Linked DNA regions of Mus musculus: region 2 is linked to region 1. The links are chromatin contacts, called in public promoter capture Hi-C maps. All regions are on one chromosome and are shown on one strand. Each heading gives the region's core, a stretch centred on a gene start, on an enhancer-like site or on the middle of the called end of the contact. The rest is flanking DNA. Distances are from core to core; before and after follow the strand shown.

Region 1 (5,271 bases), core at 862-3,361:
GGAGCTCTGAGGAGCTAGGCTTCAAGGCACTGGTGCGGAGCAGGCGCCGGGCCATGGGCTTTTCCGAACAGCTGAATGACTTTGCTCTGCGTAGGGTAGCTGTCAGGTCCTTGAGGGTGGGCCGGGTGGTGGGTGACGTTGGACTTTGAGACAGTGTGGACTCCGATTGTTCCATTGGGCTACCTGCTGATGGTGAGTCTCTGCCATCTAGGGGCCTGTTCCCAGGGCCCCCACTGGGCTTTCGGACCCTCAGTTCTGAAAGGTCTGAACGAAGGAAACTGAGCAGCGTCAGGGTTTCAGAGGCGATATCTGGATTCGATAGGGACTTTCGTTGTCGGTTCTTATCTAGGTCCAGTCCTCCATCCCTCAGCGGCCTGGCAGTGCCTACAGGTCCCTTACTGCGGGACCTCGTCTGGGGCCGCAGAAGAAGCCCATCTCCAGTTCCAAAACTTGGGGATCGATATACACCCCAGCCCACAGAACTACGGCTTGACCATAGGTCGTCATCTTTGAGGGTCTCTGTGCTGGAATAGCGACTACTTCCTCGGGAGCCAGCTGGGCTGGCCAGGTACGCAGGAAAGCTCACCTTAGCCACACGGAAAGGTGCACCCCCAGTGTCGGACATAGGCCTTAAGCTCTCTTGGGGACCTGGGAGGCATGGCTGTGTACCAGTACCCCACTCATCCATTGAGGTTCTTGGAGACGTCGGAGGTTCGGGGCTCCCGACACCCCCCGCTGATCCCAAGCCTCCCGGATTTAGCTCGTCACTGTCCTGGCTGCAGCCGTGAACCAACTGAGAGCGTCCAGGCCGGAGACCTCTCCCTCTCCAGCGACGGCCATCCTCACCATTTGGGTCCTCGTCACTGCCCGAAGAGTGGCCGCCGAGGTAGGCCGGACTCTGAGGCCCAAGCTGCGACTGCGGTCCCTCCTCTTCCTCCTCGCTGGAACTAGCAGCCCGGCTGCGGCTGACAGGATAGGAGGAGGCAATGGAGGAGGAGGAGGAGGCCCGGGCCCCGGCCTGCGGTTGGGAGAAGCTATGCCAAGAATGTAAACCATCCGCCGGACGCTGCGCCCGCTCCTGTTGCTGGTGCTGCCGACGTCGCCTCCCCTCGATCCCGGGCCCGGACAGCGGCCGCGCAGAACGCAGGCCAGCCAGAGGAAAGCACGTTCGAGGAGGTGGCGTCGGAGGTTGCCGGGGATCGCGAGTTGGGGGCTCCCACGAAACTCTGTCGGGGCTGGTCGACCCCAGGGCCTCAGAGTCCATACTGGGTCGTCTGGAGCTCGGACCGCCGAAGAGTTTGCGCATCTCTGTGACGCTGGGCCAGGCCCCACGTTCAGAGCCTTCCGCAGCTTCTTCTGTGGTGCCGGAGGAGCAGCCCCCGTCCCGGGTACCAGTGGAGTCGTCGTCCAGACCCGCCGCGTCGAAGCGCCGGGAGAGCTGGCGCACCGATGGCGAGAGGCTGCGGAGCGGGCGCGGCTGCGCGGGGGCGGCCGGGGGCCCCGACGCCAGCTTGGACACGCGCCGGGAGGGCTGGCCCGGGACTGCCGCGGCTGGCCGGCACGAAGCTCGGCGCCGCAACCCAGGGGTGTCCGCGTCCTCCTCCCTCGGCCCCGGTCCGCCGCTCCAGCGCTCCAGCAGTTTAAACGAGACGCTGCGATAAAGTGGGGGTCGAGGTGACCCGTCCGCCATGGTTGGTGCTAGTCACTCCGGGGGGGCTGGCCTCGGGACGCCGCGGCCAACCCCCCCTGCACTCCCACTCCGAGGGCGCGCAGTGGCCACGGTCCGAGAGCCTGGGTCCTGCACCCGCAGCGTGCGGCGGCTGTGGAGGAGGGTGCGGAGACGTGAGCAGAGGTTTATCAGTCGAAGATCAAGTTTCCGCGGCTACAAAAGGCAGGAGTTCCATCCTGGGCGGCCCCTCTCGCCCCTGCGGCGACCCCAGGCCCAGCCTTAGCCTCTGCGGGAGAGGCCAGGGACATCGCGGTCCTGCCGGTGAGGGGCCTAAGGCTCGGTTCCTGCACTCAAAGTCCGCCTGCCAAGCCCGGCGGCCCGCCTGCCTCCCCTCGAGCTCCCGCTCCAGCTCCCTTTCCCTCCCTCTAAGCAGCTAGCTCTCTGCTCCCTTTTGTTGCAAATAAACTTTGAGGCAGAGGAAAGGGGGCGGGGGGCGGGGCCTGGCGCCCAAAAGAGGGGGTGGGCTCCGGGAGCGCGCGAGGCTGGGAACACTGTGGGGGGAGGGAATCGGGGAGGAGCCGAAGGAGAAACAGGATGCTAGGACTTTTGTAGACCAAAACGACCCTCTAGGGGAGTCGGCTGCGAAAGCCGCGGGCTGATCCTCCCTGGGGACTCCTTCAGATACCCACAGGAGCTGAGAGTGGACAGCTCTGCATAAAGTAGTCCCCGCTTTCACGCGGGAACCTCTGCCGCAGGGGCTCCAACATGGCAACCCAAGACCCAAAAACTCAGGTACACACCGAAACTCAGGTACACGCAGAAACTCTCCTGGCCGGAAAAGAGGTGGGGCCCAGGGAGACGTAGGTGGGGCAGGCCCACCGGAGCGCTTGTGGTTCCCCACCTTGCTCAGACCACGCCCCGTACTCATCCTTCAGTGGCGAATCCCGCCGCACCACGCCCATGTCCCGCCCCTCACTCTCCCAAACGCTCCACCTATCTCCCACCTCCCTCTGGTTTGTCCCTCGCTGACTGTCCCTTAACCCACCCAATGCTGCTTTAGCAGTCCCACCACTCAGGACTATTACACACAACTTCCCCCGCCATTTTTCCAGTTGCCACGCCCCCTGCCCTCTAAGGCCTGGCGTCCTCTAATCTCTAAGACTCCGCTCCCCACGTCTTTCTGCGGTCGGGGTACGTTGCTCTTGCGCCCTCTGCGGGCAAGATTCTCCGCTTTCTCCAAACTCCGTAGAGATAAAACTTCATCTTCCCACAACCAACCATAGAAGGGTTAGGAAGGTTTCACTTGCTTACAGGCGTTTCCTGCCCCCTTTGGCAAGCACTCTGCCCTTTCTTTGGCCTCCTGCACAAAAGGTGTTTGCACGGGAACGCCCTCAACTTCCCTCCGCCAAACCTATACTCCTACCTGTGGGTGCTCCACCCTCCAGACCAGGAAGGTGTCTCTCCCGCTGCAACAATGATCTACCCTAGACCTCCCCTCCCGCTCCTGCTGCAGTCTAGCAAGTCTAAAATTGTTCTGGTTACTGGGATGTCAACTTCGCACCTCTGTTAGGTCCCTTTTTGCCCAGAGGCTTTAAATGTAGGACTCCACACCTAAATGAATGAAAATATATGGACTGCCTAGGACGTACGGGTAACATTTTAAGTATTTTATTTAATCCTTAGGCCACCCTTGGGGATAGATGTTATTAGAGAAGTCACAATAGCCATTGCAGAAGTCAGAGGGAAAGGATAGCTCTAGGTGTGGCTCAAATCCAGACTTTAAAGTTGTCAATCATCACGGTTTTTTTTAGAGATTTTGATGAAGAAGGAGGGTCTGATTCCTTTAAGTTCCAGCAGCCTTTCTCTTTGTGGGTGGTGGGCAGAACCTAGCCTCTTTGGGGACAGAGGACAGTCTAGACTGCTTCAAACTCACCCAGCTCTGTTATGTGTAGGCCCCATTCCTCCAATGTTCACTTAGTAAGCATTTAAGGTCAGTGGTAAATGCTTACCCAACCAACCCCAGGGCCATATGGGTCCCAGCCAAAGATACTCAGCTCAGTGGAGATCAAGGCAGTCTTGAGGGCAGAATGCTAAGTGCAGAATAAGGGAAGGCAGCCTCTAGCACAGTGGCTCTCAACTTTCTTGATGCTGCAACCCTTTAACACAATTTTTCATGTTGTAGTGACCCCCATCATAAATTTATCTTTGTTGCTATTTCATAACTGTAATTTTGCTATTGTGAACCCATAATACATATATCTGTGTTTTTCAATGATCTCTGGAAACCCCTTTGAAAGGGTCATTAGGCTCTAAAGGGGTGAGGCACACAGGTTGACAACCACTGCTCTTGGAGGACCCCAGGCTGGATTGCTGCTCGATCAGCCCCCAGGGTAAGAAGGTAGCTCTCTTAGTTCTGGATCATCCGTTAGTTTGTAGGAAGCCTCCAGGTATGGAGATAAGAAGCCTCCTGCAAGACCTTCACACCATTGTGTCTCAGCTCTGTCTCAAAGGGTCTATGAGGTATATCTTGCCCTCTCCACTGGCAAATTAGTATGCAAAGAAGAGAACCCGATGGGTTTGCACCTCTCTACTCTGCCTTGCTGGGATGCAGAGTAAACAAACCTCTATGCTTCTTTGAGCCTCAGCTGCCTTGTTTGAAAAGTGAGGAATGGGTCAGCTTTCCCCTAAGCAAGTTTAGGTGTTCACTGTCTCCCTCCGTAGTGATGGTTCCCACAGCTCGATGTGTCCTGCTGAGATCACACCCAGGGCTTTGGGCATGCTTAGTCGTCACTCTACTGCTCAGCATTGAAATGTGTGCTTTCCCAGTTTCTTCACACTGTTCATTTCTTCTTTGCTTTGTTTATTTTTCGAGACAGGGTTTCTCTGTGTAACAGCCCTGGCTGTCCTGGAAGTCATTTTATAAACCAGGCTGGCCTCAAACTCGCAAAGATCCATCTGTCTGCCTCTGCCTCCCAAGTGCTGGGATTAAAGATGTGCAACATCAACACCGGATACTTTTAAATTTCACCTTCATGTCACTTCTGAAACTGGTATTTAGCCCTAACCACGGGTGAACAAATGGAGAATATGGAGGCTAAAGTCGTAGACCCCAAGAGCCTGGTCACCTATGCTTGGCTGAAGTAAGCCGGCCTGGCCTCTGGCCTTACTTGTGAGGAGGCAGGATGTTTAAGGATCTTGGCTAGGCTGAGTGGCATCCCACGGCAGCCACTTTTATTTTTATTTTGTTTTATGTGCGTGGGTATTTTGGCCTGCATGTATCTGTCTCTTTTGCCTGCATGTATGTGTCCCAGATCCCTTGGAGCTGGAGTTACAGAAAGTTGTAAGCTGCCATGTAGTTATCTGTGAGCCTCAGGCTCCTCCTCTATGAAGAATGAGAGAGCATGGTGACAGATCTATTAACTCCTCAGGTTACCCTGTCTTTGGGAAGATCAATATGGAAAGGTTGGGTGGTCAAGGTGGATCATGGGCAGGATGAACCTTGGATGTTAATAAACTGTGGCAACCAGGGAAGGAGCTATCCGAAGGGGAGACCTGGCGTCTGACTGCTTCCCAAAACCAAACAGTCTCTCGGAAACTACCTG
Region 2 (5,335 bases), core at 1,711-4,210, 1.2 Mb after region 1:
ATAATTGCGGCACAACCTAGAGGGGCGGCATCTGACCAAGAATCGAGTCTGCCTGGTTCCTGTGCTTTCCTGGCACTGCTATTCCGTATGCAGGCAATGTGCAGCCAGTGTCTGATCCTTGCCCTGGTCCCCAACCCTCTTAGCCATTTCTCATCCTCGGGGAAGCCCTGCAGTTCAGTATACTTTACTGTCAGCTCCGGGGTTCCTGCATCCTCTCTACTTTAGAAGGCTTCATCCTAAACTCAAGGAAGGGAGGAGTGTTTTGTCCTCAGCACAACCATACTCCCAGAGTGTGATGTGGGAGGGGAGAGGGCCTGCCAGGGTCTACAGCAGCATACCCGTGTGGACAGGGGTTTGCCTGCATTGAGCCTGTGGTATGCAGTGGGAAGGAGAAAGGTGGAGGCAATCTCTATGGAGGGGTAGCATGGAAGGAGACTTCACACGGGGATCAGGGAGCACAGGGAGGTGGTATTCTGGGAGAATGACCTGGCACTTGGATTCCCTAATGGAATAGAAGTTCCTGAGAAGAGGACTGGGAGGAGGGAAGAGCCTCTTGGGAAGGGTTTCCGTTATCATTCCTCCTCCACCACCACCTTCTCAGCCTCTGACCCACAACTGACTTTGTTGACAAAGGATAGTCGCTAGAGTTACCTTCCAGAGGGCGTGCAAGCTGAGGCAGCTGAGGACCATCAGCAGATCCTCCAGAATCATCCTAGGACGAGTCCCGAGACAGCAGGACCCTGATGATGATGAAGCCAGTGGAGGGGAGTGCTGGCTTGGATGGGCTCCAGGACCTTCCTTCCTTCAGCCTAGGAGGGTCCTTAGTCAAGGACTGGAACTCAGGAGGGATGAGGGGTGAAGCTGAGGATGAGTTTAAGGATGGATGTGGCTTCAGACTTTATTGTCCCCATGTCAGCCCTAGTCTATGACTACAAGATGGCCCCACACCCAGGGTCTCCAGGACTTCTTTGCGATGGTATAGGTGGGCCACTTATATGACTCTGCCGCAAGAGGGGCGGGGCTGGGCGGGGCAGGGATGGGAACCCACCTGGAAGAAGTTGAGACAGAGAGCGGCCCGGCCCAGGGCTATGGTTCTTTGCGGCTGACTGGAGCTGAAGTGCCGGCAGGCGCTCGCAGATCGCAGATCCTGAACAAACAGCTGGACAAAGTCCCCGGGGCTAACTATAGCCCCTGGACTGGTAACCCGACACCTATCTTCCCCAACAACAGACAGGGGCGTGGGAGCTGAACTGGCAGAGTCCTTGGGTGATTGAGGGGCAAAACTCTCCTTCGTTTGGATGATAGGTTCTTTCTGTAAGATCTGAACTAAGTCAAAGTTGGGGGAGAGACCTGTGAGACTTGGTCTCTTCTCCGGTGGCCCTGGGCCGGGCCATGGCCCTCAGACCCCCAGGCCACGAAGCCCCACGAGGATCTCTCCTTGTTCATTACGCTAGTTAAGTCGCCAAATCTGTCTTATTTGCATACAATTTGCATACGACACACGTTGGGTCACGTGCACCAGCATCAACCCTCCACCCCACCCCCACTTCCTTCCCTACTCTTAACCTTCTTTGTCTCCTACCCTGGTCCGAAGGGCCGGGGTAGAAGGGAATTTATGACATTCAGTGCTTAGCCGTCCAGGAACAGCCACACCCCTTCCACCCCCTCAGACATTCCCTTTCCAGACTTCTCCGGCTCAGCTGAACCCATGTTTGTAAACACAGCTTTCTCTCGCACCTCCCTTGTGCTTGACTATAAATAACCTAGTTCTGAGTTCAGATGCCCAGTTGGGTGTAATGGGAGAAGGACCCAGCTTGCGGGAAGGTGAAGGAGGGACGTTCTTAACACCAAGGGTTAGAGATGCCTCCTGTTGGGGCCACCATTAGCATAGGATAAGGCCTCTCCAGTCCAGCTCATGAATTTACCCATCACCACCCTTTACCACCTCATATTGTCAGCCAAATAAAGTTTCCTTCACCCAAAAGCCTCTTTTCTCCTCCAATCCTTCCTGAAGGCTAAAGAGAAAAACAAACTATGTCCAGCAGTGATCCCTTCCTTCCCTCCTGACCCCATCCTCCCTTTCTGGGAGGAATTCAGGTACTTGCAGTTTCTGGGACAGCAGATGCTGTGTGGGGGCAGCCTATGGCTTGGGGATTTTCTTATATCCTAGCACCCGGAACTCCAAGAAGTGGAGTCAAATCTGGTCACGTGTGGGTCAGGGATCCTGAGAGGGGCAGCATCCTCTCAGGTCACACGGTGAGTCAGAGATCCAGCAGGAAGCTAGGTTCTTTAGGGCAGAACAAAGCTTGCCCTAAACAACATGCATTGTAAACTTTATATGCCCCAGTACAGGGGAACTTCGGGGCCAAGAAGTGGGAGTGGGTGGGTAGGGGAGCAGGGTGGTGGTGGGATATAGGGGGCTTTCGGGATAGCATTTGAAATGTAAATGAAGAAAATACCTAATAAAAATTTGAAAAAAAAAAAAAAAAAAAAAAAAAAAGAACATGCATTGTGGTGGTACATGCCTATAACCCTAGCAATCGGCAGGGAAGCTGGGGCAACAGGATTGCTTCAAGATCAAGGTCAGCCTGGACTTTGTGAAAGAAAGTATTAAGACAACAACAACAATTAACCACCACCACCACCACCACAGAACAAAATGGAAGGAGAGATGTGTGGAGTTGGGGTGATCAGAGTCCAGAACCAAGCCTGGTGAGAGGGCTGCAGCCCCATCTCCTCAACACCCCCAACACTGCCCTCCACACCTCTGTATTCGGCAGCTCTTATTGTTTTGGGAAGAGCTTTGGCCCAGGTCACACTGGGGTGAGGCTAGTGTTCCTGAGCCTTGACAAGGAGACAGCTTGAAATAGACGAGTGTCACATTTCTGAGCAGCTGTGTGGCGACAGCAGGAGGGGTAGGGAATAGACAGTATAAAAGAGAAAGCTGCCCTCCCTGCCCTGTCTATCCCAGGAGACCAGGTCAGCTTTGCCCGCCATGGAGAAGGCTAGGTAAGGCCAGAAGGCTACCTCACCTCCTCGCATAGGGAGCAGGGAGGGAACTTTTTTGATTTAAAATCTATGGTATTAATAGTTTTAGGGATCCTTGGATCCCAGGAAGGTTTGTGGATGTGGGGAAGTTTGGGGTTTTTGAGGAGAGCCTTGGGGTCATATTCCCTGAAGGAACTGTTGAGTGAGGGCCAGAAAAAGGAAAACCGAGGGTCAGAGGATAGGGGATGCAGCTCCCTTGCCTGTGGAAAGGGATTTTTAAGCTGGATTCAGCTCTCCTGTGCCAGAGACTAAGTTAGAGGCCAGCCTGGGATACCTAACAAGACCCTGTCTCAATAAAATAAGATAAAAAAAAATAAAATGAAATGAAATGAAATAGGGAGAATTCCCAGTGTCCCAGACCAATCTCTGCTGCATTTCCCCCGTGACACTGGTCACCAAGGAAAGCAATCTATTTACTCTGAGGTGCTGTCTGATTGGCAATGCTCACACCGCCTCTTAGCCTGTTTACCAGAGACTGGGGGGAGGGGAGTCTTCCATCACAGACTGAGCAAAAGGAGGCCAGAAGTGACTGTAGAAATGAGGGTATGTGGTGGACACAGGCAGGCTTTAGCGAGGCTTCCGTTCTCTAATGGACGGGAGCCAGCGCTGACAGATAGGGTGCGCTGTCTGGACAAGAGAAGAGGTGGGCTTCCACGGATTTTCCGGGATTACTGACTGGGGTCATCATCTTGCCTGAAGGACATGGAGGGCTCAGCAGCTGAAGCTGTGAGACCTGAGCTTCACTGCTCCCAATGCTCAGGCTGCTATAAAACCTCTGGCAGTGGAGGGCAGAAAAATCACCCTGCCCAAAGAGGTGATTGACATATCTGCCTTCAGAGTGACAGAACCTGACTCAAAAGGGAACACATGGACGCCAGTCTCTCCATCCCAGCCCAGTTACCCATGAGCATCTGCAGGTCTACCTGAAGCTGGGTGTTTGTAGATTTTACTTCCTTCATCAGCAAGTACTCGGGTGACTTTGCCTAGTCCTGGCCTGAGATCAGGGATTACTGCCGGTTCCTACACAGGTCAGGGGTGGGGCTTGGGGCGCTCAGGAGAAGTCAGCACAAAGTGATGTAGAGCCCCCAAAGGATTCTGGGGCTTTCTGAAAGAGGTGGGCCCTGAGCTAGGCCTGGAAGAGGAGGAGGTCAGGACAGCTCAGGGCAGGGAAATGGCAGAGCCTCTCTGGAACTTTGTTCTGTACTGTAGGCGCCAAGCAGGGACGGGAAAGGTCCCAGGGGGCAGGATCATTGAGCAGGCTGAGGCGAGGAGCAGGCTGAGGCGAGGAGCAGGCTGAGGTGAGGCGGCCACCGGGTGCAGAGAGATGTTTTACTTCAGTCTGCTGCTTTGTTTGGAGACAGGGTCTTGTGTATCCCGGTCTGGCCTGGAACTCACTGTGTAGCCTTGGATTCCTGATCCTCCTTCCCTCCGTGAATACTGAGACTTCAGGCACATGCTAGCACACTTGACGTCTAGGAGGTGTTAGGAATCAAAACACAGGGACTTGTGCAGCATAGGCAAGCCCTCTCTGCTTTTTGGTTTTGGGTGTTTTGTTTTGTTTTGCTTTTGCTTTTTGAAACAGAGTTTCTCTTTGTACCTCTGGCTGTCCTAGAATTCTTTCTGTAGACCAGGCTGGCCTTGAGTGCTGGCATTAAAGGTATGAGCCACCATAGAGGCATTTATTTATTTATTTATTTATTTATAGATTTAAAAATTATGTGAGTGTGAAGCGTGTGTGTGTGTGTGTGTGTGTGTGTGTGTGTGTGTGAGAGAGAGAGAGAGAGAGAGAGAGAGAGAGAGAGAGAGAATGAGTTTACATACAGTGCATGTGTGCAGGACATTAGATCACATGGAACAGGAGATAAAGGTCTTTGAGAGCCTGTGCTGCTGGGATCTAAACCTGGGACCTCTGCAAGAACAGCAAGTGTCTTGAACTGCCGAGCTATCTCTCTAACACCAGCACCCATGCCTTTTAAGATATACTATCTTTTTTTTCCTCTCATAATTCTCATTTCTGCATTTTTCTCAGTATTTTGAGCTACTTTTCCATCAGTTTTGGCAGAGAATTTTTTTTAAAGATTCTCTTTTTAATTATGTATATATTTGTGTGTCTGTATGTGGGTATGTGCACCTGAGGACAGGATTCACCAAGGCTAGAATCATCTGACTTCCTACAGTCAAAGTTCCAGGCAGCCATGAGCCACCTGATGTGGGTGCTGGAAACTGAACTCATGCCTTCTGCAAGAGCAGTCTATTCCTTTAACTGCTATGCTCCCTCTCCATCCCC

What was found. Promoter capture Hi-C pulls out the DNA fragments that hold promoters and counts their contacts.
Region 2: a promoter capture Hi-C map of embryonic stem cells shows a contact between it and region 1. The contact joins the promoter of Art1 here to the promoter of Arhgef17 in region 1. A contact is called at or near these places in 3 of 39 promoter capture datasets (embryonic stem cells, liver and pre-B cells).

Annotation. Positions count from the first base shown.
Region 1 is chr7:100,930,050-100,935,320 of GRCm38.p6, forward strand. It overlaps Arhgef17 (Rho guanine nucleotide exchange factor (GEF) 17), which reads right to left and starts at 2,112. Exons shown (of 21, transcript NM_001081116.1): 1 at 1-2,112. The coding sequence starts at 1,690.
Region 2 is chr7:102,098,783-102,104,117 of GRCm38.p6, forward strand. It overlaps Art1 (ADP-ribosyltransferase 1), which reads left to right and starts at 2,961. Exons shown (of 5, transcript NM_009710.4): 1 at 2,961-3,009. Art5 (ADP-ribosyltransferase 5) reads right to left here and starts at 1,447. Exons shown (of 5, transcript NM_007491.2): 1 at 1,049-1,447; 2 at 652-861. The coding sequence starts at 711.